Linked DNA regions of Mus musculus: all the other regions are linked to region 3. Evidence: chromatin contacts called from public promoter capture Hi-C data. All regions are on one chromosome and are shown on one strand. The core of a region is the stretch at or near the end of the contact, and the rest is flanking DNA. Distances in the headings are between cores, read along the strand shown.

Region 1 (4,322 bases), core at 662-3,161, 580 kb before region 3:
TTTTTTAATACTGTCAACCACAGTGGACTCTGGTATCAGGGGAGAACAGAATGTTCCGAAGCTGGGAACCATAGATATTGGAGTCACTGGTAAGTGAAGATGAATGCAGGAGCAGGGATGGATGGGGCAGGGTGGTACCTGCTGTACCACAGGATGTTACAGCTTTGAGATAAACAAAGCGGACCGAGGGAAGAAAACGCACATGTCCACCCACACACAGGGCATGCTAACTGGTTTTCAGAGCATCTGCCCCGTTCTGTTGATGGATTAATGGTGGACTTGGGTTGGTGGTGGAGATCGTTGATGGACATGGGTGGCTAGAAATTGGAATGAAAGGATGGTTCTGATACTTTAGATGACAAAGGCAAGAAAGAGACTGCCAGCTGTTGTGGTGGGAACACACAGACTGTGATCTGGGAGGGGGAGGGAGAGGGGGAGGGCTGTTGAGGAGCAAAGGGCAGCTGGAGCCAGGGGCAGGGATGACATCACCCGGGGATTGCAGGAACTCAGGGACCACAGCCATGCTTGGAGACAGGTGCAGGGGGAGGGGGAGGGGGCTGGGGGGGAGGGTGGATCATCCCAGGCCTCATTCCATTCAGCTCAGGCTTCTCACCCCCCCCCCCCCCCCCCGCAGTCAGCTCCTGTCATCTAACACAGCGGAAACGATCTGCTTGTAAATTCTGGGGTTCTCAGGTCTGCAATGCCCTCTACTTTCCTAAAAGCACGCACAATTGGCAAAAGGCAGGTTCCATGGCTTCATGGTGCTCACCCTAAGCCTGGCCTTCAGAACCCCAAAAATTCCTCAGTTCGGATGGAATCATTTTCTCTTCAGGGAACCCAGGTGTCCTGCTCCCTCCTCTTGGTAGCCAGGGGTGAAATGATCCAGGGAAGGAGGGGGCAGTGCCCTGCAAGGCTGAGCCTGGGCAATGGCTGCCCTCATGGCCCTCTTGAGCTCCCACAAAGGCGCTGCCTCAGCACAAGTGTCCATGTGGGAGCCTGGGTTAGGTTACTGGTAAGGGGAGCCGGGGCTCCCCTCCTCCTGACCTTCTGGCCTTTTCAGCAGACTCAGGGCTTCTAGACAGGGAGGGGAATCTTGGGAAAGAGTGGGGTGAGGCAAGGAACAAAGACCCTCAGATGGGGGCATTCTTTTCTTCCTCAGTACACAACAGGCTGCCTGCCTATCTGTGCCCTTTTCTGGGCCTCAATTTCCTCCATTGTCAAGCCAGTAGAGGGATCCACCCATAGCAGAAGACAGAGTAGAGGATGGGAAAGAATATGAGACAGCTGTTCTCTCCTACACCCCAAATCCACTGGTTGTGTGTCTGGCATGTTCTCCTCAGGATGGGGTCTAGGGATACTTAACTGGAGACTAAAGGAACATAACTTTCTGAGAACCCCTCACCTCCCATCCAAGAATGAGTTGGGTCTCTTGGACCTTGTCCAAAATCCACTTTCACCAACACAAGAGGGGCAGTGGGCTTAAAGTTATTGGGGAGTCACTGAGGGACTCCACGGTGTCCTTGATATCCTAAATCCCTATGAGAACTCTTCTGATCTTTGAGGACAGCATATAGCTGGTGGGCAGAGCCTGGTTTGGGGAGCTGCACTCTAGATTACAGCCAGGCTCTGACCTTGAACTGCCCAGATGCCCGAGAAGAACTGCCTGGCCTCCCAGCCTCAGTTTTTGCCTTTGGGAAATGGGTGAGCACTCACTTTCCGCTGCTGTTTCTCCCAGGCCGGGTCCAACAGCAAGTCGCGGTCCCAGTCCTCCTCCTGTTCCATGTACTCGCCGCCCCCACCGCCAGAGAAGGGCCCCTCCCCGGCCCCCAGACCCTCGGGCTGCATAACCATCATCATCTTGCTCAGGCTCTTGGCTCCGCTCTGCTTCACTGGGCGAGCTCCTGCACACTCAGGCCGGGTTAAGTAGGGCCCGGTCCAGCCCCCAGATCGGGTTCGTACTAAATATGGGGTACGTGGGTGGGGCCAGATAGGGGGCGAGGGAGGTTGGGAACTGGACCAGAGAAGAGATTGTGCTGGAGTCAAAGATTGCGGAATCGCGGGGGATGCTGGGATGACTACTGGCCTAGATAGTGGGTTCGCATTTTAGCTCTGTGGTTAACTTGCTGTGTGATCTTGGGACAGCCATGGACTTTGTTTCCTCATCTATTAAGTGGATTCCAAGTGGTGGCTGTAGGCATCCTAAAGGCTGCCCCTTGGACCTGAGTCTGTCCCTCCTAAGCATTGCGCTCGAGAAACAGACCCCTATTTCTATTTCACAGTCTGTAACAGCAAGTCAACAAGTTGTTTGGGGAGTTTTCTAGGGTGATGGAGACACCCGAGCATGGGGAAAGGCTCAGGGCCAGATGATAGGGCCAGCCAGGTCTATTAATACCGGGGCGGCTGTAGAGGAGTGTAGGGAGAATGTGCTGAGCCGGGAAACCCCGACGCCCCGGGGGCTGCAACTCAATCCTCATGGAGTGGCAGCAAGCCACACCAGGGGCGGCTACTGCAGTACGCTGGGCGGACTGCTTCTTTTTGACACCTGGGCAGCATCACCAATCAGATTTTCGAACATCTGGTCAGTTAGCCAATCACTTCTCCGTATCTGTGGCCCCTCCCTATAAGTCTGGCGCGCGCAACGCACCCCCTGCGGAGCTCCTATTGGTTGCAGGAGACGTCAGTTCGCTGCTAGGCCCTCCCCAATGCGGAAGCAGTGGGATCCCAGCGATCGGAAAGCCGGTGGGTCCGACCATGGGGGAGTCCTGGGCAGCTCGGGGCGCAGAAGGAGCGCCCGCGCGGATGCCACTGGTACTCACCGCGCTGTGGGCCGCCGTCGTGGTCCTGGAGCTGGCCTACGTGATGGTGCTGGGGCCTGGGCCACCCCCGCTGGGACCACTGGCCCGGGCCTTGCAACTGGCGCTAGCTGCTTATCAGCTGCTCAATCTGCTGGGCAACGTGGTGCTCTTCCTCCGCTCGGATCCCAGCATTCGGGGGGTGATGCTGGCTGGCCGCGGCCTGGGACAGGGCTGGGCGTGAGTGTTGGGCTCCGGGAGTCGGCGGGCAGAAGCAGGGGGTCTGGTGGTCGCTGGTACCAAGAAAGGACCCAGAACTTGAGGTGTCAGTAACCAGATGACGTTAGCATCCGGGTTGTTAGAGCCATAGAACTCCTTTAGAGCCTGGCACCCGCTACTTATTCATTCAGATATTGAGCAGCCACTGTTCCTAGGACTCAAGTGAAAACAGATGCCCGACCTCCTGGAGTTGATTTCAGTGGCGGAAGGTGCAGATAATAAAGATAATAATAAGCCAATAAAAAAAAAGCAAATTGCGTAAACTAGATGCTCAAGAATGATACAGAAACAAAAAACAGAGCAGGGTAAAAGAGGCGAGAAGTTATCTTTATTATTTGTGTCTGTATGTGTGATGTGTGTCCGGTCCCAGGCGCGCATGCCGGGGTACACAGGTGGAGGTCGGAGGACAATTTTCGGGAGTTTGTTCTCTCCTACCACGTGGGTTCAGAAGAGTGAACAGGCCATCAAGTCTGCGAAGCAAATGCCTTTAACCACTGAGCCATCTCTCCAGCATAAAGTTTCAATTTTAAATAGATGGTCAATTTTCAGTACAAGACTTTTAGGTGATTAGCTTTAGGTTAATTAGCTTGATTAATTAATTTACATTTTACTAAAAAGCCATAGCATCCACAAATATATTAAGACTAACTTGTCCACTTGCAACTAAAAACTAAAAATAAATAGGTGGACATCACTCAGGCATTTGCGGTGGAGTCAGCCACTTGGGAAATTTTGAACTGGTTTCTGGGAGAGGGAAGCAGACCAAGAAAAGGCAGAAGCCACAGTATGCCCAGAATATTCCAGAACCACAAGGTCAGCGACTGGAGTGGAGAGGGAGAAAGATGTTAGTGGTGGAAGTACTGCCAGGCCTTTGCAAACTTTGCTTTTCAGAAGGTGTGTCACAGGCAGTAACCACTAGCTGGAGATGCCTGGTGAAGACAGGGACTGTTCCTGCTTTCCCAAGATGGTCTCTGAGGCTGCGGTTGGGCATGGTCTGGGACACTGAGAGCTACTGAGGCACTGACCTGTGTCCTTGCTCCCACCCCCTGCAGTTACTGTTACCAGTGCCAAAGCCAGGTGCCACCTCGTAGTGGTCACTGCTCTGCCTGCCGTGTGTGCATCCTACGTCGTGACCATCACTGTCGCCTATTGGGCTGCTGTGTGGGCTTCCATAATTACCGGCCCTTCCTGTGTCTCCTGCTTCACTCTGCTGGTGTCCTGCTCCACATCTCAGTGCTGCTAGGCCCCGCC
Region 2 (4,291 bases), core at 536-3,035, 620 kb after region 3:
GAAGTCGGGCTGGCCATATATCGAATGGAGAGGCTTATTACTTGCCTTGGAAATTCCCCAGCTGTGGCCTTCAGGCAAAGCCAAGGTAGATTCCCCAACCATGGCCTTTACTCAGAGCCAAGCTAGACAAGGGGTTAGTTTGACCAGAATGTCTAAACTACTAACACACTTGAAAAAAGGCTGCCCACCCTGCAGCCCACCCTGTATCTGCTTATGAGCTCATTATGGCTTTTTCCTTATAAAGTCTGACCCCGGACAGTGTACAGGTATGTGGCTGTCAGCTCCCGAATCTGTGAGCTGTTGCCCTAATCAATTAGTCTTGGGGTGTGCACTCAATAACCGTGCCTATGTGACTGAGATTGGTGTTCATGTGGTTTGTGGGGTGACTCCTGGACCCAAAAACTATTAGTAAATCTTAAGGAATGAGGATACAGACAGAGGGGGAGAGAGTGGCAAATCTGCTCTGAAGGCAGACTGACCAGAAACAAAAGTTACCACTAATAACATTTTTAACAAAAATTTTAATTGACTTTGAGATGGCTTAGTAGCAGGCAAATGTGTTTGTCACCAAGCCTGATAACCTGACTTCAATCCCTGGCACCCTCATGGTGGAAGGAGAATACAGACTCCTGAAAGTTGTCTTCTGACCCCCACACAAATGTTGTGTCCCACACATATGCATGTGCACAATATAAATAAACAAACAAAGCTAAAGCTTACTGAAACGCTGGTGCTTCCTAAGTGCTGCAGAGAAACTCACTGCATTTCATTCTTCCTTCCCAGCGCTGGTCCTTTGGACAAACCCCACCCCCACAGGAGTCATCACTTCAGCAGCAGTGGATTAAGGTTGGGACCCAATTGTAATCTGGGTCTCTTTCCTTTAATCCCTGTTTTTCTTAACACGGGGTGAGGACCTGGTGGGGGTGGTGTAAGACTGAGGAGTGTGTCCCAGTGGGGTCACCTGTAGCTGAGATGAACTTGTTGTAGTTCTCATAGACCAGGGTCTGCATGTCGCTGTCTAGAGCCCGGATCTGCCGTACCATGTCCGTCTCACTGTCCATCAGCTGGGCCAGAGGACATTCTCTACGCAGCTAGAGAAGCAGGTAGGAACAGTCAGCGTTAGTGCTCACTCACGTCCTGCTACCCTGCTTTACGTTAGTTGGATTTCAGTGCAAGACAACTCCAATCCCACCCTTATCAGGAATTCCATAAGTGGCACACTTTAAGTAGCACACTTCACAGGTTAGACCCAATTTGGGATTTGTCAGCGTTCATGGTCTTCTGGCTTAGTTTAAAGTCAACCTAGGCCCTGCCTAGCGCCTGTCAAGAGCATGGTCACACCCACTACCACGAGCCAGCACCGAGACCTCAGACCCAGTGTGACCTCAAGTCAGGCCCAGGCTCCCTTGGCCTCCAGATCTGCCTCTATTGCCTAGTAAGGGCTGTCCTCTTATAAACCCCGCTGCCGTCACCACAGCAACCAAATCGGGAGTAAGATCTAGGGTCCAAGATATTTGGGGTCTGGACCCGCCCCATTTCACACACACACCTTGTCAAGATAAACTTCCGGGTCGAAGTGCGCCCCATTGAGATCGGTTGGGTCCAGAGGGTCAGGCCCTGCGGGATGCCCCGCCACCTCCCCCTCCGAGAGGCCGTAGTAAAGCTTCAGCATCCCGTGAGCCTTCCGCCGACGCTCCGGAGCGTCCGCCTCGGGACCTTCTGGGGAGTCTCCAGGCCCGGACCCTAGGCCAGGCCCCACAGCTGCCGCAGCCGCCATAGCTCCAACCTCAACTCAAAGGGGTGAGGCAGGGGAGGGAACAGATGCACTTCCGGGGACCAGAAACTTGCTACAACCAGGCGGTCCTTCAGGTGAAACGTTCCTCTGCAGCTGTAGGATATGTGAGACTAAAGTTCCGTCTTGCGCTTGTCCTTCTGGAGCACAGAGGTTTCACTGAACTTCTGGATCGTTGAGTTTCTGTGATTTTGCTGTGCTACTTGGGTGAATCGTGGCGTCCCAATCCTGCATCCGCACAGGAAAGAGACTTGCAGAAGATCGAATATGCGTCACAGGGGGGGTCTGCAAGGTTCAAACGTCCATTTAGTAGCCTGCAATATGGCTTTAACGCAGTGTTTCCCAAGGTTCTGTCTCCAAGGAGTCATTCAATATGAGAAACTTTATTCTACTTAGAGAATTTAAGATGTTAATCTTAAGAAGTTAGTGAAATGTGATACGTGAGCAGTTGGGATTGAGGATAATTCGGAAGTTTTAAAGATGTAGGCATAAAACGAAGCTCTCAGCAGGGCGTAGTGGCGCACACCTTTAATCCCAGCACTTGGGAGGCAGAGGCAGGTGAATTTCTGAGTTCGAGGCCAGCCAGCCTGGTCTACAGAGTGAGTTCCATGAGTTCCAGGACAGCCAGGGCTACACAGAGAAACCCTGTCTCAAAAAAAAAAAAAAAAAAAAAAAAAAAAAAGACGAAGCTCTTAAGAGGGGATGAGGTCAGATTATATGTGGAGTTAAATAGAAGAAAATGAGACTTTACTAATGATGTACTGTAAACGTTACCGAGGATGGGCTGATAGGGTGCTGGGCTGCCAGGAGTTTCAGCAGACCAAACACTGTTTTTATCTGAAAATTAGGAGTTAAAAAAAAATCTAAATGGTATACTTTTTATTTTTATTTTTTTCAAGACGGTTTCTCTGCTTAGCCCTGACTGTCCTGGAACTGGTCCTAGTGTAGAACCTGTCTGCCTCCCAAGTGTTGAGACTAAAGGCATGTGATAACACTGTCACCAGCTCCACTGCCTAGCTAAAAACAGTTCTGAATGGTATTAAATCGCCATCTGTCCGGCCCCCAGTATTATATGTGTATTTATGTGTGCAGAGACCAGGGGATAACTCAGAGCTGTAGTTACAGCTCATGTGTGAGCTACCCGTCATGATGCTGGAAACCAAAGTGCAAGAGCAGTTCACCCTGTGCCAGCTCAAACCCTTCCTTTCTTTTCTCTCTCTTTCTTCCTCTTTGAGGCATCATCTCACTCTAACTTTGGCTGACCTGAAACTCATTATTGTAGACCAGGCTGGCCTCAAACTCAGAGATCCAGCCACCTCTGCTTCCTGAGTGCTGGGACTAAAAGTCTGTGCTACCATGTCCACAGCCTGCTTCTCAGCCTGACATGCATGGTTGCTCTTGTCACAGACTAAAGGGATCATGTATTCACTTGTCTTGGACCAAAACATTTTCTTGCCTTCTTATCCAGGGGGCTATTTAGAAACTGTACATCTGAGGATCTCAGCCCACGAAGCTTTAAGAAAGTGAATTTGAGCTGGAGAGATGGTTTCACTTGCTGCTCTTCCTGATGACCCAGGTTCAATCCCCAAGCTCACAACTGTCTGTAACACCCTGGGGGGGGGGGGGATCCAGTATCTTTTTGGTCTCCATGGGGAGCAGGAATACATGTGCATGCAGGCAAAATACTCATCCATACAGGAAAAAAAATCAAAATGAAAATAAAACCCAGGTGTACTGATGTGCACCTGCCTAGAACATTGTGGGCCAGGCAAGTGATCAGGAGAAGGTCACGGTCATCCTTGTAAGTTTGAAGCAGCCTGGGCTATGTAAAAACTCTCCCAAAAGCTGAATAAACAAAAGGGCTGGAGAGACGGCTTAGCAGTCAAGAGTGGATTCCTGAAAGTTGTCCTCTGACCATCATATATGCATTGTGGCAATGCACACACTCTTCACTTCACCCACACTAAAATAAATGAGGCTGGGCATAGTGGCACAATCCTTTGATCCAGGCAGGTAAATCTCTGTGAGTTCGAGGCCAGCCTTGTCTACAAAAATGAGTTCCAGGGCTGCCTAATGAGACCTTATCTCAAACAAAACCAACCCTAGGTTAATTAGTACTAGTTAAATGTGATCTTGAAAACCCTATTTATCTTTCATGCTATAAAGATACTTGGGCCTTGGGAGTATACCAACTAGCACTGCAGAGAGACAGAAAGGACGTGCACAGAACCCCGGCGACAAGCACCACTAACACCACAGAGCTTAGACAAGGCTGGCGACCTGACTGGAGGGAAAACAAGTTTCTGCTGTTTCTGGTTTCCTAGGAAATCTGGTGGCCAGAACTGAGAGGGGGAAGGCGCTGGCATTGGGGGAATTACTCTGTAGTCATCCCAGAATACTATCTAAAGAAAAGGAAAATTTAGATTAATTTCCAGACTCTGCTCATTGAAGTTTGTGGTAACATGTTGTGTTAAGTCTAGTGCTTCAATTAGAGCCTAG
Region 3 (4,780 bases), core at 646-3,145:
AATGGCGGATAGATGTCGAGTTCTTAAGGACCTGCAGTTCTGGGCTAGAGGCTTGACAAAGGCCAGGTAGAATTTTAAAGAGGGAAATAACATTTCAAAATGTTTTGAGACAGGGTATGTAATCCTGGAGAGCCTGAAAGTAGACCAGGTTGGCCTCCAATTCACGGAGATTCTCTGGCCTCTGTGTAGGAATTACAAGCATGAACCACCACAGTCAAGAAAATATACATTTTAAAAAGACTTTTCTGAAGCCAGTTGTGTTGGTATTTGCCAGTAATCCCAGCACTTGGAAGGGAGCTGCAGGAGCCTCAGGAATTCAAGGTCATCCTCCCCACAGCAAATTCAAGACCTGATCTGTAGGAGACTTTGTCCCCAACTCTGTCCCCGCCAAAGAAGTCTCCACGTGTGCTGTGTGGGGTGGATTCTGGTGGCAGAGTGCACTGTAGATGAATAACACTGTGTCAGTGAACAGAGAGCTGTGCAGAACTAGGCTGGCACTGAGTCAGTGGGGCGGGGAGTAAGCCGCAGAGAGAGGCACTCAGCAGGCACATCAACAGCTCTGAATGCCTGAAGAGAGAAATTTGGGAGATAGCCCAGGTTTCTAGAACGAGATGGGTGCTGAGGCTGCCACGGAGATAAGAGTACAGGGAAACAGACTGGAGCTGAGAGGGATCTGTCTAGAAACCCTAAAATGTGCTCCGCCTAGGGACCAGAAGTGGAGTGGGAGACCTGGTCTTATAAACCAGGACCTCCTCCAGGACCTCCTCCCCCTGTCTCTAGGTAGCAACCCGCAAGTGCACTGAGATGAACTGGCTTTTGTAGAACTCATTTTCCCCCATTTTTCGAGACAGGATTTCTCTGTGTAGCCCTGGCTGTCCTGAAACTCACTCTGTAGACCAGGCTAACCTCCAATTCAGATATCTGCCTGCCTTCCAAGTGCTGGGATTAAAGGTTATACAGGGTTAATTTTATTAGTAATTATAGCCAGTAAGCTATATTTATGTATTATACAACAGTGCATACATATGTAGAGATCAGGTGATAAGGACTAGGTATACTGGTGGTTCCTATCCTGTAATCTCAATGCTTGGGAGGTTGAAGATCAAAGACTGCTGCCAATTTAGACTAGCCTGGACTACAAAGTAAGACCTTGTCTTAACAAACAAACAAAACAAAACCTGGAGCTGGTTCTTTCCTTACACAGTATGGGTGCAGGAGAACGAACTCAGGCTTGGTGGCTCCTGTGTAAATCTTTTACTGCCTCATGAAAAGACAAAGAAGACAGCCTTACTAGATGGGTGCCCCTGCAGATACCTACTTCCAGGCAGAGCTCTGAAAGACTTTAAGTGAAGTCACTAGCTTGTGTGTGGGTGTAGTATGTGGTGAAAAACTGGGGCTGGAGAGAAAGCTAAGTGGTTACAAGCAAGGAACCACAACCATATGTGCAACTAACTCATATTTGCCTGTAAATTTAACTCCAGGGGACCTGATACCTCAGGTCTCAAAGAACATTTGCACTCACACGTACACACCCTCTCCCCACATACACATTATTCAAAACAATAAAAATAAATACACTCCGGGAACAAGAAAAATGGTCATCTGTCTGTCTTATGGACAATGGAAGTAAGGGCCACATACACCTAGCAATCGCTACGATAGAACCTTGGAAACATTCTAATTTAGGATACAGGTCAAAACTGGGAGGCTCTGAGAAAACTGAGAAGATGGGAGTGACAGAAGGGGTTAACGGGAGAATCTGCAAGACAGGGTAGACTGAGAGAAGACTATCCCGACATCTTCCGAAAAACCGTTCACAGAGCTGAGCGGTGTCTCACTAGCTCCGTCCCGGAAGTGGTCCTTCATCAGCTCCGGGTGCCCGGAGCAAAATCTCCGAACTCCCGGAAGTCGCTCTGCGGCTACTCGCCCGGCCGGGGCCCGTACAAGCTCCAGCTTCGGGCGAACCCGGCCCGGGCATCGTCATGACCAGCGAACTAGACATTTTCGTGGGGAACACGACCCTTATAGATGAAGACGTGTATCGCCTCTGGCTGGATGGTTACTCAGGTCTGTGAGCCGCCCTCCCGGGAAGCTGTTGTTGGGGATCGGGAAGAGGGGGCGTGGCTAGGATTTAGGCTTGGTTTAGGGAAGTGGACAGACTGCGGGAAGTCGGGGAAGTGTAAGGATTGGAGGTGGAGGTGGAACCCCTGGAGGGCCTCTAGGGTCTTATGGTAGCGCCCACTCCTCAGTGAACGATGCAGTGGCTCTGCGAGTACGCTCCGGAATCTTGGAGCAGACGGGAGCCACCACAGGAGTGCTGCAGAGCGACACCATGGACCACTACCGCACCTTTCACATGCTTGAGCGTCTGCTGCACGCGCCGCCGAAGCTGCTGCACCAGCTCATCTTCCAGATTCCTCCCTCCCGACAGACACTCCTCATCGAGAGGTGCTCACCAGGGGTGGGGGACGGGGGTGGGTACTGGCAGGGATGTCAGTCAATCTGACTTATACCCATTTTGTAGACTGAAGCTGAGTCTGGGGGGAGGGTATTGGGATATACACAGGGGTAGATGGGGTGAACTCAGGAAATTAGAAAATTGAGAACAAGAGAAACCAATTCCAAACTCCCTTCTCCTTCCCTAATGGATCACCAATAATGACCTGTGCCTCCACAAGGTACTACACCTTTGATGAGGCCTTTGTTCGGGAGGTCTTGGGCAAGAAGCTGTCCAAGGGTACCAAGAAAGACCTGGATGACATCAGCACCAAAACAGGAATTACTCTCAAGAGCTGCCGGAGGCAGGTGGGTTCTACACATAACACCACTACCTGTCTAGCCCACCTCTGGATCCTTCTTACTACTCTAGCCCCACCTCTAGCCCGTGGTCTAGCCCATGATTGTGGAACCAGTTCCTTCTTCATATAAACCCTCTCCTCCCTCCACCTCCCCTCTGGCCAGGCGGACCAGGCTTAGGCTCAGTCTGACCGTGGCTTTCCTTTGCTTATAGATTTTCATTGGCTCCCACTGTCCTCGACCTTCAGACTCAGGTTGGGTCACTATAGACCTCTCTGGACTTAACATTTCTTGAGCCCCAAGTTTGTTTTTGTTCATGGTACTCCTGCCTAGAAGATGCTGTTCTTGGCCACATCTATCCCTTGAAATCGACAAGGGAGCTAGATCCTACCTTATCCATGAGCCGTTTTGGTAGCATTCATGCCTTGTCTTTAAGGGAGAAGTACCAGGGTGTAAACTGGGCGCAGATGGCTATGGGTATGGGTCTGGGCTCTTGCTACAACCTTTATAGGCCTTGAGTGCCTTTCCTTTGTGTCTAGAATGAGTTCGTGTGTGTATGCTGCTTGGTTCACTCCAAGTTACTCAGGAGAATCCGTTCTAATTCAGGCTCTTGAAGAGCCAGAGATTGACGGTCGTGATGCTAAATTGAACTTAAGGACAGGAATAAGTAAGCATTCTTTTAAGGAAAAATGCCAAAGGCTGGCAAACATTGTCAAATGATGGTAGTTATTAATACCTAGTCATGCCAGGGGTGCTGGCGCATGCTTTTAATCCCAGCACTCAGGAGGCAGAGGCAGGTGGATTTCTGAGTTCGAGGCCAGCCTGGTCTACAGAGTGAGTTCCAGGACAGCCAGGGCTACACAGAGAAACCCTGTCTCGAAACAAACAACAAAAACCTAGTCATTTGTTGAAGTGTTAGTGCTAAATTAGTACCTGCCCACCAGATAGGAGGACAGGAGGGAGAGATCCCATAGCAGCTCGCTCATGAACGTCTCCTGACCAGTGTTCTGTAATTGCCGGACAGTTTGACAACTTTAAACGAGTCTTCAAGGTGGTGGAAGAAATGCGGGGCTCCCTGGTGGACAACATCCAGCAGCACTTCCTCCTCTCTGACCGGTTAGCCAGGTGAGGGTCGCCGCCTCCTCTCTGACCGGTTAGCCAGGTGAGGGCTGCCACCTCCTCTCTGACCGGTTAGCCAGGTGAGGGCCGCCGCCTCCCTTCCTACTCGAGGTTTCCTGGGCCCTTAGCCTGTACGCCTTCCCTCTCCTAACCCTTTCCCCTCCGCTCTTCTGGAGGAATGATTATTCTGTTAGTGACCTGTAAACTGCATCAAATTGCCAAGCGTAAGGCATTTGTAAAGCATTGAAGAAGTGCCCAGTGATGCAGTGTGGCCTTCCGCTGTACTCCTTAGGAACTCCTCGTAGAGGTGGGAGGTTGGTAAGGAAATGGTCCGTGGTTGGTCCCTTGGTGAGTTAGAGCAGAAACACACCAGAGCTAAAATGTTGAACCAAGACTGCAGGTGGGAGCTACCTGCTAAGAGGGATTTAAAACAATAAAGAGTTTCTTCAAGCATGGTTCTGTGTAAGCTTACTCATCAGACACTGCTGTGTGAAGCAGAAAAAGGGATTTCTGGTCCTAAGAGAGCCACTGTCCCTGTCTGCAGGGATTACGCAGCCATCGTCTTTTTTGCCAACAACCGCTTTGAAACAGGAAAGAAAAAGCTGCAGTACCTGAGCTTTGGGGACTTTGCCTTCTGTGCAGAGCTTATGATCCAGAACTGGACCCTTGGAGCCGTCGGTGAGGCCCCCACTGACCCAGGTGCCTGGACTCCCTACCCCCTTGGGGACTGGTTCCCTGCTGTCAGTTTGTCCTAGCGTATAGATAGCTTCCACAGCGCCCTCAGCCCCAGACCACCTCTACGGATAGTCCCCTGGCTCCACGCACACCTGCCTGCAGGCCAAGGGTTCACCACTGCGTGGCCTGG

What was found. Promoter capture Hi-C pulls out the DNA fragments that hold promoters and counts their contacts. Capture Hi-C pulls out chosen DNA fragments and counts their contacts.
Region 1: a contact with region 3 is called in a promoter capture Hi-C map of liver. A contact is called at or near these places in 1 of 39 promoter capture datasets (liver), 1 of 130 datasets of targeted methods (pancreatic cancer cells) and 1 of 9 other capture datasets (liver).
Region 2: a contact with region 3 is called in a promoter capture Hi-C map of liver, with 4 times the contacts expected there. A contact is called at or near these places in 8 of 39 promoter capture datasets (the 3T3-L1 cell line, the SN4741 cell line, cranial neural crest and 5 more), 8 of 130 datasets of targeted methods (bone marrow-derived macrophages, embryonic stem cells, fibro-adipogenic progenitors and 3 more) and 2 of 9 other capture datasets (liver and macrophages).

The regions. Positions count from the first base shown.
Region 1 is chr19:4,875,998-4,880,319 of GRCm38.p6, forward strand. Actn3 (actinin alpha 3) reads right to left here and starts at 1,912. Exons shown (of 21, transcript NM_013456.2): 1 at 1,714-1,912. The coding sequence starts at 1,857. It overlaps Zdhhc24 (zinc finger, DHHC domain containing 24), which reads left to right and starts at 2,671. Exons shown (of 3, transcript NM_027476.3): 1 at 2,671-3,032; 2 at 4,124-4,322. The coding sequence starts at 2,752.
Region 2 is chr19:6,075,402-6,079,692 of GRCm38.p6, forward strand. It overlaps Vps51 (VPS51 GARP complex subunit), which reads right to left and starts at 1,786. Exons shown (of 10, transcript NM_001081041.1): 1 at 1,550-1,786; 2 at 962-1,091. The coding sequence starts at 1,777. It also overlaps a transcript of Tmem262 not described here.
Region 3 is chr19:5,458,712-5,463,491 of GRCm38.p6, forward strand. Fibp (fibroblast growth factor (acidic) intracellular binding protein) reads left to right here and starts at 1,896. Exons shown (of 10, transcript NM_021438.4): 1 at 1,896-2,067; 2 at 2,250-2,448; 3 at 2,679-2,805; 4 at 3,821-3,921; 5 at 4,460-4,593. The coding sequence starts at 1,983.